2 separate regions of the Triticum aestivum genome follow, and region 2 is linked to region 1. Evidence: chromatin contacts called from public Hi-C data. All regions are on one chromosome and are shown on one strand. The core of a region is the stretch at or near the end of the contact, and the rest is flanking DNA. Distances in the headings are between cores, read along the strand shown.

Region 1 (2,613 bases), core at 61-2,560:
GAAAGAATACATTTACAATTTATTTGACAAACTTGACCCAGAAAACACAAATTAAACCAAAAAACGAGGGGACTGCACTTGACGTACGTCTTGAGAGCAAATCATTAGATCATCGCTAGTTGACCATCTTGCAATTGAGCCTGACCTCCACCGTGGTCCCCTTGGACGGGCGTATGTTCCCCATCTTTACCATGGCCTTGGCGAAGTCCTTGGCGAACTTCTTACCGTCCCTGCTGTACATCTCCACAAGATCGTCCTGCCGCCCGCCGGAGCCGTAGAGTGCTTGGTCGGAGCTGAGGAGGCCACGCCGCGCGATCAGATCTTTGTAGTAGGCGTTGTCGAATGTCATCGGCGTCTGCTCGTCAAACGGCGCCATGCCACCATCCTCATTGTCGCCGGCGGGGCACGACTGCCGCCTGGTCTCCGCGAAGGAGGGATCGATGTTGGTGTCGCCGTCGCTGCCGTAGACGCGGGCCCTGTAGTTCACGCAGCTGGCCATCCCTACGGTGTGCGCGCCGGAGAGCGCGGTCATGTCGCGGGCGTCGAGGCCGCGCTCCCTGAACGTCGAGACGAGCGACGTGTAGTTGTCGTGTGGGCTGGGGAGGTTCTCGGCGGCGTCCCTGTCGGCGGTGCGAGAGTCCATGCGGCCGAGAGGCATGCTCCAGGCGGGCCCTCCGAGCATGGCGACGGCGTCCCGGGACGCCAGGGCGAGCACGTCGGCGCAGGAGACGGTGGCCGGGCAGTCGTGCTCCAGCACGGACTTGATCTCGTCGATCACCTCGAAGCCTCGGAGGGAAGCGTTCGGCAGCGCGTCCTTCTCGCTCTCGGAGAAGTGCGTGCCGTCGAGGAGGACGGACCCATCGCATCCCTGCCGGAATGTAACGTTTTGCACATCGTAATTAGCTACGGATTAGCAGGAGAACAAGACATGAGTGCAGCGCTGTATAGGTATTTCGGTACGTACGTTGACGAAGCAGTCGTGGAAGAAGAGGCGGAGGAGGGCGGGCGCCACCGCCGGCTCGCTGGCGACCTTGTACGCCATGACCGCCCGCACGACGCGCTGCACGTTGGGGCACGTCTCGTCGTAGTACCTGGCGGAGAGCTTGTGGTCGCCGTTGACGGCCGTGGATGCGACAGCAGCAAAGAGGAGCAATGCAAGCGCGGCCCAGGAGCCCTTGGAGGACGCCATGGCTTGTGATGCCAACGGGCCGATCACCTGATCAGAATATACTCTTGTGACGTGTGAGGAAACTATGCCAACAGCTGTAGTTCTCGAAGCAAGGTGCTTAGCTTGGTTAATTGCTAGCAGGTCGCGGTGATGAGTGCGATGGAGCATGGAATGGAAGCGTGCTTATATAGCTTGGGAGTACGTACGTGACGTGCGTACTGCTTCGATCCGCGTGGTCTCCGGTCTGCATGCTGCCTCGTGCTTGCGGAGGAGAATTCCGACGGGGTCAGGAGTCAGGACCGGCCGGAAGAAGTGGAAAATAAGAGAGGGAATTGGCAAACAAACTGTACAATATTAATATATATGCATGCACTGTACCTGATGCTGCTGGCGGGATTCGTTAGTTTGAATCTTATGGCCATTCGCACGAGTTTCTTGCTCTCTAAATAACAAGACTCCGATTTCAGGCAAGACCAATATAATAAGGAGGGTCTGATTGGTTTCTAGACTAGAACCAATCATTCGCTGACTTTCTGCTATTACGCACGCATGAATATATGAACTTTACGAAGCATGATGGAATTATCTTCAAGGAGAATCTGGGAAAAGCTTATGACAAAGTAAAATGACATTTTCTGCCCAAGCCGTGTGCATAAAAGGCTTCCAGGCAAAATGATGACAGTGGAATTTTTATTTTTTTTGCAGTGATAGCATTGGTGTGAATGCTGACATTGGTCATTGTTTGTAGACCAGAAAACATAGAGATCCTTTGTCGTCCATTCTCTTCAATATTGTTGCGAATCTTTCTCATGGTGCTCATTGGCCAATTGAAGGAGGCCGGCCAAGTTGGTGGCCTCATTCTGTATCTTGTTGGTGGTGGAGTTTTTGGCCTTGCATAACACGACACGATCATCTTCATGGAGCATCGCGCAATTGATTCTTTGTTTGTAGCGACCCGACCTCAGAAGGTCAAGTCTCTGTGCTTAAGTGTCATTCCTGGATCAGTATGCTGACACACACAGTACTCGAGAATTTATAACAGAGGTAAATCACATGTATAAAATAACGTAAATACTATTATCTCAATCCAAATAGCGGAAGTAACAAATGTTGTGAATTCCCATCAACACCAACGGCAAAGTTGAGTGTAGAAATCGTAACCCTAACGTATCACTTACTCGTCGTAAGAAGTCCTGCAACATGAGACGTTGCACCCACAAAGGGTGAGTACATTGAATGTACTAGCAAATTCACACCATAGGAGAATGATGAATAAAGGCTATCACCACATGCATATTTGGCTGGTGGAAAAGCTCTATGGTTATAGTTTTGCGAAAAGCCAATTTTTCCCTACTGCAAAGGAATATATTTTATTTAACTACAAAATTGGTTGAAAATATTGAGAAGGTTCCTCCAACTCAATCCCAAAATAATAATCAATAACC
Region 2 (2,613 bases), core at 74-2,573, 680 kb before region 1:
ACAAGAGTAAATCTACCACGAGATCAAGGAGGCTAAACCCTAGAAGCTAGCCTACGGTATGATTGTTGTATATGGAGTTGATTGCCTACGGACTACAACCCTCCGGTTTATATAGACACCGGATAGGGTTAGGGTTACATAGAGTCGGTTACAATGGTAGGAGATCTTAAATATCCGCATCGCCAAGCTTGCCTTCCACGCCAAGGAAAGTCCCATCCGGACACGGGACGAAGTCTTCAATCTTGTATCTTCATAGTCCAGGAGTCCGGCTGAAGGTATAGTCCGGCTACCCGAACACCCCCTAATCCAGGACTCCCTCAGTCTTTTATTGTCAAAAAAAAATCTCTAAAAAGTTTCGTGGCATTTGGATTTCGTTTGGTACTGATATTCTAAAAAACCAAAAACAAGCAAAAAACAACAACTGACACTGGGCACTAAGTTAATAGGTTAGTCTCAAGAAATGATATATAATTGCTTGAAAATGTATATAAAATATCCAAGATTGATGCTATAATAGCATTGAATAATAAAAAATTATAGATATATTGGAGACATATCAACACTACCCCTTTAGATCTTAATGCTTTCCGTGGACCCAAGCTATTATCCTTCTTCGTCCAATCCGACAACTTTCTCTTTCGAGTGCCCGGTCCATTGGCATCAGCGGTAATCTGCTTTAGGTGGAGTAGTCGATGACATGTCAAATGTGCCTTGTTCCTCTCCTATGGCTGCCTTTCGGCGACACTCGTCCAGGTTCTAGGGTGAACATGTCCATCTATGACGGTGCATCGCCTTTCGAGCCAGGCGAGGAGGCAGTGGCCTTCTTCGACAATGGATCTGGATGGTTGTGTTGCATAGGGCCCATAATTTGGTGATGGTGTACCTTTTCATCGACGTCGGTCTTTTCTTCTCCTGAGCCGGCATTCTCCATTCCTTCATGATTTGTTCGTGCAAGAGGACCTCGTCATCTCCAAGCAATGTGTTTCTTCTCGTTCAATTTTAGCTTGTTGTATACAGTCGTCCCGGTTATATTAGATTATCTTAGAATTGTAGGTAGTTTGGAGCGGTGCAAAGAATCAAAACAAACCTAGGGGCAAACACACTCAAATTCTTATCAGCGCCCTGCATACACAAACAACTCTCGTGTAGCCTCATGGAATTCCCTAGGTGGAATAGAATATGCCAGTTTCCTCGAGATTCGTGCAAGAGAGCGATCTAAGAAATCCCGCACAGGGGCCTGCGTGGGAGGTGTACTGAGGCTTGGACTGATTTTTTCCCCAGTAAACCGGTCAGCCCTAAAGACTTCCTATTTAGTTCGGCGGATCCCCCAATCCTCTACTCGCCTCCACCCAAATACTCCAGGACAGAAAACTTCGAACGCCCGCCCAAGAAGCGGCGACGGCGCCATGGGGGATCGGCCAAAGCTCCCTGCCCGCTACGAGCAGGTGAAGCTGCTCGGCGAGGGTAATTTCGCCAAGGTCTACCTGGCGCGGCACATGGATACGAAGGAGGAGGTGGCAATCAAGGTGATGGACAAGGAGAAGCTCATCAAGTTGGGCGCCGTTCAACAGATCAAGCGCGAGATCGCCGTGATGCGCCGGCTGCGGCACCCCAACATCGTGCAGCTGCACAAGGTGATGGCGTGCAAGTCCCGTATCTTCGTCGTCATGGAGTACGTCCGCGGTGGCCCGCTCTACCGCCACATCCCCGCCAACGGCGGCCTCAAGGAGGACGAGACGCGCCGCATCTTCCAGCAGCTCGTCTCGGCACTCACCTTCTGCCACGCGCAGGGCGTGTACCATCGCGACATCAAGCCCGACAACCTCCTCGTCGACGAGCACGGCAATCTCAAGGTCGCCGACTTCGGGCTGTCCGCCCACGCCGACACGGCTCGCCGGGAGGCGCTCCTCCACACCGTCTGCGGCACGCCCCTGTACGTCCCTCCGGAGGTGTTCGCGCGCCGGGGCTACGATGGTGCCAAGGCGGACGCCTGGTCCTGCGGCATCGTCCTCTTCGTGCTCGCCGCCGGCCGCAAGCCCTTCCGCGACGACGACTTCATCACGCTATACAGGACAATCTGCCGCGGTGACTACCGCTGCCCACGCACCTTCAGCCCCGAACTGGTACGCATAGTACGCCGCCTCCTCCAACCAAACCCAGCGCACCGGATCACACTACTGCAAATCAAGGAAACAGATTGGTTCAAGAAGGGCTTCAAGGAAATAAGTTTCTATATCGACAACAAGGACTGCCTGCGCAGCCTTGATGGCTCCGAAGAGCCTGATCTCTGTGACTCTGACTCCGAGGACGAGACTGCCATGTCTTCATCATCCTCCGGCTCTTCCTCTCCGGTGGCTCATGGCGATGGCGGCGGCATGCACACCTCGGTTTCAGCACCGTCGCTTGTAAATCTGGAGAAGATGCACATTGCTGCAGCCTGTGCCCCTGAGCCGCGTATAAGACGGATCAAGAGTATGAACGCGTTCGACATTATCGCCTCCTCGCCAAGCTTCGATCTGTCCGGGCTGTTCGAGGAGCGCGGCGAGCAGTTGCGTTTCGTGTCCAGCGCGCCAGTGAACACCATCATCAAGAAGCTGGAGGAGATCGCCGGGC

What was found. A called contact is a pair of places that touch in the nucleus more often than the background predicts.
Region 2: a Hi-C map of leaf shows a contact between it and region 1, with 4 times the contacts expected there. The contact joins the promoter of LOC123147944 here to the promoter of LOC123146925 in region 1. A contact is called at or near these places in 2 of 5 Hi-C or Micro-C datasets (both in leaf).

Annotation. Positions count from the first base shown.
Region 1 is chr7A:519,293,202-519,295,814 of IWGSC CS RefSeq v2.1, reverse strand. It overlaps LOC123146925 (peroxidase P7), which reads right to left and starts at 1,310. Exons shown (of 2, transcript XM_044566183.1): 1 at 965-1,310; 2 at 1-868. The coding sequence starts at 1,189. The coding sequence ends at 116.
Region 2 is chr7A:519,973,138-519,975,750 of IWGSC CS RefSeq v2.1, reverse strand. It overlaps LOC123147944 (CBL-interacting protein kinase 25), which reads left to right and starts at 1,323. Exons shown (of 1, transcript XM_044567277.1): 1 at 1,323-2,613. The coding sequence starts at 1,407.